Regions from separate parts of the Zea mays genome. Here all the other regions are linked to region 1. The links are chromatin contacts, called in public Hi-C maps. All regions are on one chromosome and are shown on one strand. Each heading gives the region's core, a stretch centred on a gene start, on an enhancer-like site or on the middle of the called end of the contact. The rest is flanking DNA. Distances are from core to core; before and after follow the strand shown.

Region 1 (3,735 bases), core at 615-3,114:
TTCTTAGTAATTGTGAAAATACAAAATGAAAGCAAGCCCACAGCAATATAGTATGATTGATTGACATTTCCTGAACTGATATACCAAATACGGATATAACAATGTCGGGAAGATATCTTGGTGCAACAATGCAATTAAGCGATCTGGTGGATCCAATCAAAATCCAACGATGACTGCTATTTTAGATGGAAAGATTAAATATAAAATAGCTGGTGAAAGGGGTTAAATATAAAATAGCAGCCACCATTAGATTTTGAGTTGATGCACTAGATCTCTTGATTGCATGGTTACATCAATCATCAACTTGACTGTTTGCACTAGATATGTTCTCAAACCTATGGGGGTGTTCGGTTTAAAGAACCAATCCATTCTAGATGAGGTGGTGCATCATGAGTCCATTCCATAAATTTGGTGGAATAAACTCATTTATCATATTATTACTAATTATTAGTGAGGAATAAAATGGTGATGGATAACTCATTCCATTCCACAAACCAAACAAAAAAATAAGTAATGAGAAGATGATGACTACCTCATTCCTCAAACCAAACACCATATATGTTTAATTGCCTTCCTTTTAAGATGAAATGTTTCTCGCCTAATCGTTTTTGTCTTCCCACATTCATCAAGCGTCACAAAGTACGGTCAATGAGTAAACAATGGAAACCACGTATACCTCAACAAGCTCCTCCTTGGCTTCATCTATGCCCTGAACATCATCAAAGCCCACCCTCTGCTTCCTCGGTTTGCGTCGCTTGTCAGCACCGCCCGCACCAGACATCTGACGCTGTATGAACCACATCACGGGCACCAGCGAGACCCAAAGCGTGAGCAGCGTGCTCAGCATGTCCACGAGCAGCCTCCCAGCAGGCCGCGGCGACGAACGGTAGTCCACCCGGCCATCCCGCATTAGCCCGAGCAAGAAGCCCTCATCGTGCGGCACCCTCCGCGCGTAGTACGGCCACTTCGGCGCCGGCGCCGCAGCGTTCTCACCGGTCTCGTTCGTGTCGGAGCCAACATCATCCCCAGCGTTCTTGCTGAAGTAGATACGGCGCGAGTCCTCCTCGAAAGCGACGGCGGCCACGGCGCCCTCGCGGAGCCCCGCGACGAGGTCCGAGTAGGCCACCTCCCGGGCCACGTTCTTGGGCAGCGCGAGCCGCGCCACGGCGAGGAGAAGCGCCAGGACGACCGGCGCCGCGGCCGCGGGAGGCACGCGGCGAACGGCGCGCCGCAGCGCGGCCCCGGCGTCGGTCATGAGCTCCCGCGGCGACAGCCGCCGGAGCCGCCACCACAAGAGGCGCAGCCGTGGTCGCAGGCGCAAGCGTAGCTTCCTACGGCGTGGCGAGGGGAAGCCCAGACCGGCGCCCGTGCCCTTGTCCGCCTCGTCGATCTTGGCGCGCACGGGACTCCTTAGTCGCGACCGCAGCCTCGCGTAGCCTCCAGTGGGCAGAAGTCCACAGCTACAGACACAGGCATTGCTCGCGGTCGCCGCGAGGCCGCTCCAGGAAGCGGGTCCCCTGAAGCTTGCGGCACGAGGTCGAGCAGCGCGCGGGAAAGCGGGCGCGGCTGATAAGGGGCAGAGCGAAGCCATGGCAGGCACCGCCGCGCGCGCCCGTCCACAGCGCTACGGCATTCGATGGGACAAAGGCCGAGGGCGGTGCGAGAGCGCGTGCGCGCGCGAGGCGTTCGACGGAATTGCTCCGCGGAGGAGGAGATGAGCGGAGCAAAGCGTACGGTGATCCTCGGCTGGGTTCTAGCAGTGTGTGCTCGTGTGAATGTGTGTTGTCCCAATTCTTCCCTTGTCTATTGATTCACGGATATGGCCGAGGAGATTTTTGCTGTCGTGGAAAATTTGGTTATGCAGTGTGTGCTCGCCTTGGTTTGGTTCGGCTCATCCATATTCCATGAGCTCTTGGGCCACACCACACGACCAGCCCGGCATGGATGAGACGTGTTTGTTTGGGCCCAAAATAATTCTGCATTTCGCATCGGATACTTTTTCCCCTGGTATCACGACTCACGAAACAGATGGATCGTTTTTAGTTTAGGCCATTCTCAATTCAGAGTTTCATACTCATTAAACATGGTGACATATCGTCACATTCAGTGACGTAGCAGTGCAATTAAAAGAAGAGAAAGAGTTTTATAGAAGATGATAGAGTTTCATGGAAATAAAATTCTGCATACATAAATACCTAGTTTAAGTCTGATATAGCAGCATTGAAAATAGTTCATTAAAACTTATTACTGAAGATAACCTTAGAGCAAGTTTAATAATAGACCTAGAGTTAGATGTAAAAATCCTTGTAGCTTGTCATTAAGCTCATCTATATAAGGGCATGTACAACCCTATTTATTATGGAATCTCTTGAGGGTATCTAGGGAGCTAATTGAAAAATACAAAAGACGGGCTCTTCACGGAGAGTCCGTCTCTACACGACTCTTCATATATATTGTCTCTTAGCTATATTTATGATCTAGAATCTCAGGGTTGTATGATAGAACTTAGAAAACCGAATCATCGTCTCAAGGTTATATATGTCCTAATGGTTAGCTCTTCATTATTAATGCAGGATCCCACTTGTTTCTCTCATAAAGCTTTTTGGTTCTTGTGTCGAAGCCTGTTATAAGTTTACAACTCGCTTCTCCTTTCCCTTCTTTTCCTTCTCCTCTGCTCCAGCATTTAGCCATCTTATAGCCTCTTATTATACTTGCACTAATCATTTCGTGTGGTTTCGTTGTTTGTTGTTTTCTGTCCAGTGACAAACGAGACCCGTTGTCTTGAATTGCACGTACATTCTTCGATCCACTACCATACCTTGACGCCTTGTCTGTGTGTTTCATGTCGTGATTCATCATACGAGTAAGGTTTTATCGATTTTGTATGAAATACGAGGATGCACTTGTTTTTTGTTGCATGTGCGCAATTCATTTTCATGAACGCATCTGTGGGAATATACTAATAGATTTTTATATTAAGATATTTCATCACTATGGTTTATTTGGTTCTCTATTGTGTGGAGCTATCTAGCTCTGGAAGTGGTCCTAGGTGTTTGATTTTTCCTATAGGCTAGGATCGCAATGCCTCATAGGCAAGTGCCCGCGAGGCTACAAAGCCAAACAAGCCTATATACATGTTTGATTGTTTGGCCCTATCTAACATGGTCGGTTATCTTGGCAGAGGCTAGTCAAGTCTAACTCCTATGATGCAACCTAGTGTGGTTTATTTCGCTAGAAACAAAATAATTAGACTCAACGGAGATCATGTTTGTTTGTTTGTAGAGATAGATACAACTACCCTTGTACTAAGAATGTGGTAACATTGCACCGCTAAGTTTTGCTCTACTATTTTCATTGCCATTTTCACAAACACATATATGGCATGAGCATCCCTTTCAGCTTCAAGCTATCCAAAAGCACAGGGCAGTATACCCAACTGACTTCCTTGCTCGATGTTGCATCCTTCGTCGTGGCGATGGTTGGTGCAACTCTATGATGAAGACAACGTGAATACTATGCTCTGCCTCGTGACCTTGGTGACCATGGACAAAAATATCATAAGATCTCTCATGGTCACTATGACCAGACCAAGAGGATGGCAACGGACGTATAGGTGATAACGTGCCACAGACTTGCCATCCCTCTCCATGCGCCTCTCTACACCGCCTCCTAGCCACGGAGGCCACCATCCGCATTTCTGTTGCTGCTCCGGCAAGGGGCACCCATGGTGGTCTA
Region 2 (3,735 bases), core at 678-3,177, 310 kb before region 1:
GTTGGTGACCATCGAGAGCACGGTAGGCGGCGGCTGGGAGGAGTTTTAGGTTTGGGGCGGGGGCTGGGTGGAGCAACGCCCGGTGCCTGTCGGGGGTGGAGACCGCACGACGAGCAGGGGCACCGGATCCGGGGAGGAGGGGCGGGGGTGCCGAGGCAGGCCGTCTCGTCGGAAGTAGAGCACGGCGGCGTTGGCGGTTGAGGAGTTTTAGGGTTCAGGGCGGGTGAGGGCAGCGGGGCTTTGTTGGAGGGGCGTGTACCTTAAGGCTGACACGAGCGGTGGCGCCATGCTCGCCGGTGGTGGGCACCTCCTCAGGTGGCCGCGACAACCACACCGCCGCGCCCCAGGCACTTGATGGAGGAGGGTGGGTCCCCGTGCGGCCTCTTTGCGCCGACGGTCAAGAGAGAGAGAGTGCGGGGGCATGATCCCTCTTCTTGCGGCTTGCGGTTTCATGCGGGAGGTGAGAGGCGGCTTCATGCGGGAGAGTGGAGGAGGGGTGGAGAACGCGGTAGCGAGGAGACGGTGCGCGAGGGTGGGGGAGGGGCGGAGAACGCGGAGGTCGTGCTGTGGCGACGGGAGCGACGACGCGCGGGGGGCAGCTGAGGCGCTAACCGTGCTTCGACAGTGAGCTTTGGTTTGGGCCACAACAAGCAAATGGGCCTCCCAGAAAGCGTGTATTTCGTATTTGCAAGCCAAACTTAGTACCACATCAGGTACTAAACTGTGCACGCATCTGTTTATAAGTGTCAGTGCGGATACAACATTGTGGTCTTGGTTGGGCGGCAACCTGTATAGGCTTGGCTGTGCGCGAGCTTTTATTCCTACACAGCTAGATTTTTTGGACCCGACAATGGCAGAACGCTACGGGTGGGACATGGGAATGGCGCCACGGGTGGGACATGGGAATGGCGCCACGGGACATGGGAATCGGAATGGCAACGCTACGGGTGACGCTACGGGTGGGACATGGGAATGGCGCCACGGGACATGGGAATCGGAATGGCAACGCTACGGGTGGGACATGGGAATGGCGCCACGGGACATGGGAATCGGAATGGCAGAACCAGGAATGGGGCAGCCTACCCCTTAGAGTCTTAATAAGTAGTATAGATATATATATATGTTGAGATGATGAAGGTATGCCATTCATGACCTTCGTTCGAAGATCATTATATCCTTGAGGACATAATGCTTCGAAGAACGAAGGACATTGACAAGTAACCTGTTTTGGTGTTGCCTTGTTCTCAATTTATAACATTTGAGAGCAAGTCCCCAACAAAGGCCAAAATTTTAACATCCAAATAGATATCTGGATCCATCCATATTTAGGTCCCAAAATGAGTCCAGCACATTTAATTAATAATGCTGGGCTGAGAGTCCAGCCCCATGAACTGGCCCGCCACGTGCTGTAATAATTATGAGCCAGACCGGTCCAAAATTCAATTATAACCGTCCATGTCTTTTCGGACTTGGACCGTGTTGCGCGGTCCGGCTGTATATCTATAGTCGACCAGGACAAGAAATGGAGCACAATATTTTTTTTAGAAAAACTAAGATGTATAACCCATTGCAAGAGGATATTTTGCTAGTAGAAAGTTAGGACTTATTTAGAACAGTTGCAGTTTTAGAAAATTTGATAAAATTAGTAAGTAGATTATTAGGTGCTTTAGAAAATCGTGTACGCCTTTAAAAATATTTAGATAATCTATTTGTTTATTATTTAGATTAAAATAATTTTAAAACTATTTAAATTAATATTATAAACAATCTCCCGCTAGAGCTGGAGACTTGAGTCATCCAAACACTCGCACGTCGAAATCTGGAAAGCGCAAAAGGCCCGCACGCACCTGCGTCTGTGTGCAGCGACCAGCGACGCAACAACTTCCGTTCCGTCCCCGGCGCCGGTAAACGACGTCTCACTTTCAACGCACATCCCCAATCTTCATTCCCCTGAAACCCTAGCCGCTCCGTCCGGTCGCGCCACTCCCTTCGCCTCTCTAAGGTTCCGGCGGAAGCCGTCCTCTGCGTGACTGCGTCGGCTGCGGTGGAGATGGCTTCCTCGTCGGCGTCTTCGAGGCACCAGGTCACCATCACCCTCGGCCGCAGCGGTCAGGTGGGCTGTCCAGTCTGGGTCAACCCATGCTTATAAGGCTAGCGTGGTCTCATTCTCCATTGCGGTTTTCCCTACGGCATCTTCCATGGTTTGAATGTTGATTGATTAGCATCAGAGCAGATTCTCCCGCAAGAGAGAACAGGGCCGATGATCTGGTAGAGGTCTGTATAGCATTGGTTAACCTTAGTTTGGGTCTAGTGTGCGGGGTATCAGGTATTGTATGGTGGATCCTACGCGTTTTGGTGTGTCAAAAGTTGGTTGCATGGTGTTGGATTTGGTTGTTGACTATCGAGGGTACAGTTCTGCTGCGTACCTCAAATCAAGGGATGCTGCTGTGATTTTTGGAAGGTGGCTTAATCTATGTGTGATTGCTCACTTGGTAGTTTTGAGTTTCTAACTAGTGTGGTTGGGGTGGGAGGTTGGGCTAACATGATAAGTACATGTATGGGTGTTCTGATGTTGTGGGATATAGTCATGGTTATTAAAGCGGTAAAACGTTATGAACCAACTTTTTAACATTTAAACGTTTAAACGAATGTTGAAACGTCTTTCATACTTGACATAGAAATTCAAATATAGAATAAGTTCATACATAAGTTGAGTTCACAAACCAAATAGCATAAAAAGAAACAGATCAAGTTTAACAACACAAGTTCAACCACATAAGTTACAACTTATGCATGATAAGTAACCATCATCGAACTCATCAATATGAAGACCATGAGCATCCACGCCTTGATCATCACCATCTTTTCCACTATTGCTTCCTTCAATTTCTTCTTCCACATCAAGATCATCAAGAATATATGGTTGCACAATCAGTGCTCACCAATATGGTTGAGCAAATAGAGCTTGAATGATTGATTCACTGTTGGGCAATATGGTTGCACAAAATCAGTACTCACCAATATGGTCTGCTGTGGGCGTAGTGTCGCAGTTCGTGGCCGGCGGAGAAGACGAGGGCGGCGGCACAGCGGCTGGCTGAGGAGCAGTGGCTGGCTGAGGAGAGGAGAGTGGCGGCTGGCTGTGTGGCTGAGGAGAGGAGAGCAGAGCGGCGGCCGGCGCAGAAGAGGAGGGGGGCGGCCGGCTGTGGCTGAGGAGAGAGGAGAGCAGAGCGGCGGCTGGCTGAGGGAGTGAGGGCGCCGCGTCCAGCGCTGGCCAGTGCCCAGGAAAGTGACCTAGAAAATGCTAAAGGCCCAGGACGGGTAGAACTTCCTCAGAACGTGTAAAACGCCCTAAAACACTATTTGAACGCTTAAACGACGTTTAAACGCTCGAAACGGACGTTCTACGCCCTAAACCTAAAACGTTCGGACGTTCCAACTTTTAAACACGTTTTCTCGTTTAAACGACGTTTTAATAACAATGGATATAATAGAGAAATCTGTGGATCTTCTGTTGTGGTCTTATTTGTTTTTATTCTCAAGATACATAAGAGGGGATTGGAAATAGTTGTGAATCGCAACGAGGGCATGCCAAAGTTAAATGTGTATGGGTGGAATTTGTTGATGCAGATTATGTTTTGTCATTTTTTTATGTTGCTAAAAATGAGTATACGAGATAAATAGCACTTGAAGTACTGTAAAGTGGAATTTTTCTGACACTGGGAGAAACAATAGAAG
Region 3 (3,735 bases), core at 851-3,350, 260 kb after region 1:
GATGTATTTTATTATATACCATGCCAGTTAAAATAAAAAGAGTTGAACTTTCTTTTTTATATTTTTAATATATAATAAATTATAAATTAAAATTTAATATATTGATAAAGTATATAATAAAATACATTTATATATTTTTTTGAACTGGTACGACCTAGGAGAGAAACCACCCGCAAGTAGACTTAAGGGGTGTTTGGTTTTCATAGACTATTTTTTTAGTCTGTCTATTTTATTCCATTTTAATCTGTAAACTGTCAAATACAAAAACTAAAACTTACTTTAATTCATATATTGGTAATTTATGAACTAAAATAGAATACAATGTAAGGATTAAAAATTAGTCCCTAGAAACTAAACACCCCTTATTTCTTGAGTTGCTTAGTCAACAGAATAATCAAAATAACTAGAAACTACTCTATGATGGGTGTCCTAATTCATTGTTGAATTTCTGCAATTGAATATATATAGTCACAGTTATAATCACAATTTATTTTTATTTATCATGTTTTAGTTTAAAAATAAACTAACGGATGACGAATATTCGAGAATGGATATTATAGTCATGCCATATTTAAATACACTATGTCTAATCATTAGCCGCTAGAATTAGCTAAATACATTCAAATAGTATAACTAATAGTTAGCTAGATAGATCTAGTTCATTGAAACACTCTCTTAGTAAAGGATAAGATTGTCTCTTTTCTGCCATACTAATCTATTTTGAGTTCTTGACCTGGATATGAATATACTTCAGGCCGATCGTAACACTCGCAGCTTTTGATGCATGAACGCGCACGGACAGTGTGTAGTGTACCGACCACGACCAGCGCCGACTGCCGACAATTGAGTCTCCAAGGGCTAGCTCGCATGCCAAAGTGGCGGCGTACACGTCGGCCAAAAAAAAAAAACTGGGAAAAATCCGGCCGGCGTATGCAACTGGATTCGCCCTCGCCGGCCGCGTGCGTGGAAACCTGTTAAAAAAACGAGTCCCGTCTCTGTCTTCTTCTTTGACAGAGGTTACCTTTTTGATGGTTGAAACCGAAGTCGGAGCGTGGTCTAAAAAAATCAATGACAATTGCATTCCTCCGTCATAATTACTTCCTCCAATTTCAGAATATAAGACGTAACTACTTTAGTTTAAAGACTAAAATTATATTTAATTCTCTCTATTAATATTAGTGTACTACTACATTGATGTATATATCTAGAGAGAGAGAGTCTCATATCTTATAAGACAAGACTAAAAGTTAATTAGTTACGTCTTATATTATGATACAGATAGAGTGTTATTTTAATTTATTATAGAGTTAAAGTATTTTAAATTTAACTAACATTATAGAGAGAATTATAAAAATTTATAACATTAAATAGTTATAACTATGAAAATATGATTAATATAAAAATCTGAGAATGCAATCATAGTGTCTGTTGTTCTAAATCCCTAGCTGCTATAACATTTAGTAGAGGGTCTCTCCAACGGTTATTAGAGTATTCCCTTTATCTTGAAATGATGCTCATATTTCAACAAGTTATACAACCTTTAACTAACAATTACATATTCAAATTATATATAAGTTTAGAACATGAAACTTGTGTTCAAAATACCTAGGATATTAGGCTATCTCCAACACCTTACACATCTACATCCACGTATCCATATTCAAACTCCACTCTGCGAATGGTGCAGTCTACAATGTAAAACAGTGTTTTGAGTGACCAATTTATTTTGTTTGTTTTTTTCACGATTAAAATATGCTTAGCATTTTGGGATAGAGAGTATATATATAGACACAGACAATTGGTCCTTGCCTAAAACTGCTATATATAGCCGGAGATTTAAATCCTCCGTAGCATCTCAGCAAATGTTAGTTTTGACATTAGATGGAACCATATACTCCTAATAAGTTATTGACTTATTATTAACCCTTTCTTGTAATGTTATACTACCTATCAACTTCTCTCTCTCTAACACATTTGAGTCGATTAAATATATATGCAGACTACAAAGTACAAATCATGTTCAGACTTAATTCAAAGATTCTTGGATGCTTGGGTTCGGTTGATACCTTGGTCAGGACCAATCCATAAACTATTCCTAGGGTTTGTTAAACAAAACCAGGCCGGGTGTACGGTCGGAACAGAAATTCCTAGAGCTAGCTCTCCTCTCGGCTTGCTTTGACTGCATATCCATCCATCCCTAGCATACCATATACCTAGGTCACTACTACAAGCATTGGATCGTTTTCCTTCTCTATAAAAACCACACAACCCCCCACGACGCGCCTCCTCTCCGATGCTCTCTCTTCTCTTCAACAAATTCTTCTTCCTAGCTTGCAACTAAGGGCATATATCACACACACACACACACGCGCGCGCACACAGAAAAACAACCACACAAGGGAGCAATCGAACTGATGTATGCGTAGTTTGCAGGGAGAAACTTCACACCATGATGAGCTGCACCAGAAGAACGAGTGCGATGAATCTTGTTGTAGTTACCTTGCTCATCGTTTCCTTGCTCACTGTTCACCTCCCCGCCGTCGCCTGTGCCCGGCAAGGTGAGTATCTCGTTGTTCAGTCGCGCAGTCTCGGTGCACTTGAGATTTTGCCTTGACCCGTCCATTATATCCTTCGCTGTTCTTGCAGTTGCCGTGCTAAACCCATACAAGAATGAACTGGACAACAGAGGAAATAAGGTTAGTGAAAACGCCCAATCTACTCTCATCGTTCCTTGGTTGGTAGATTATAGTACATGTATACATTTTGCTCGAGTTACTAGAGGATTCGGACGGCTGTACGCAGAACCTCGGCGCGGCGTTGGCGGCCACCGCGTCAACCGACGACGACGATGGTTTAGCTGCCAGCGGCAAGGTGTTCCCAGGGCGGAAGCTCGGTGCGCCGAACAAAGAGGGAACCAAAGCCACCGTGGGAGCGACAACGACGACTTCGGCAGCAGGCTCACGGCCGCGGACGGTGAAGATGCGCGCAGCGGCGAGGCACGGCGGCGACGAGGCCACCGAGATGTACGACATGCTCAGGAGGGACTACACATCCAAGGCGAACCGCCGCCGGCCCATCAACAACGGGGCCACGCCGCTGCAGGTGAATAAGAAGCCCTAGCTGCCTAGAGATTAGCTACCACTGTGAGCTGTAGCCTGTACGTAATAGCTAGCTTCCCCCGTCCCCGGCGTGCTCTCAGTCTCGGGCATGGCATGGCATGGCATGAGTAGTTCGGTACATATAGCTAGAGGCCGGCTTTAGTTGCTAGTCCTGGTAGATTAGGAAGGTTTATACACTTAATCGCCCATATGGAATAATGTCCTGGCTTGTGCCCAGCCTTAATCTAGCCTTCAAGCTGGACATCCTGTTTAGCCCAGACTGCAACAGCATGGACCGTTCATGTGCAGTGCAGACGGGCAATTTTGTCACTGGTGTTCATGCTTGAGGATAGATGCCATGTAGTATATACATCTGCTTTAGTATCAGGTCGCAGATGTGCTTATTTGCTTGTAATAGTTTCAGTGATTTACATGTATGCGCACCATTTTACTGCATATGCCTGTATCACGGGCTCACGGCTCAAATGGCCGCCATTCACCCCACATGAATGGATGTTCATTCATCCGGAATAATACTCGAACAAGTATCCGCAAATTCTATACCAAAGCTATGACTTGAGTCCTCACTCTTCATAGTGTTCTGTAAATTACAAGCCACTACCGAATCCGACAAGCC

What was found. Hi-C and Micro-C count contacts between places; a contact is called where the count stands out from the background.
Region 2: a Hi-C map of leaf shows a contact between it and region 1, with 7 times the contacts expected there. The contact joins the promoter of LOC100381656 here to the promoter of LOC103646347 in region 1. A contact is called at or near these places in 2 of 25 Hi-C or Micro-C datasets (leaf and tassel).
Region 3: a contact with region 1 is called in a Hi-C map of tassel, with 2.5 times the contacts expected there. The contact joins the promoter of LOC103646344 here to the promoter of LOC103646347 in region 1. A contact is called at or near these places in 5 of 25 Hi-C or Micro-C datasets (ear, endosperm, leaf and 1 more).

What each region holds. Positions count from the first base shown.
Region 1 is chr2:42,048,209-42,051,943 of Zm-B73-REFERENCE-NAM-5.0, reverse strand. It overlaps LOC103646347 (probable inactive ATP-dependent zinc metalloprotease FTSHI 3, chloroplastic), which reads right to left and starts at 1,864. Exons shown (of 5, transcript XM_008671081.4): 1 at 677-1,864. The coding sequence starts at 1,591.
Region 2 is chr2:42,355,533-42,359,267 of Zm-B73-REFERENCE-NAM-5.0, reverse strand. It overlaps LOC100381656 (Sterile alpha motif (SAM) domain-containing protein), which reads left to right and starts at 1,927. Exons shown (of 6, transcript NM_001174471.1): 1 at 1,927-2,113.
Region 3 is chr2:41,787,902-41,791,636 of Zm-B73-REFERENCE-NAM-5.0, reverse strand. LOC103646344 reads left to right here and starts at 2,100. Exons shown (of 3, transcript XM_008671077.4): 1 at 2,100-2,558; 2 at 2,647-2,696; 3 at 2,803-3,554. The coding sequence starts at 2,450. The coding sequence ends at 3,120. It overlaps LOC103646343, which reads right to left. Exons shown (of 5, transcript XM_008671075.4): 5 at 3,526-3,735.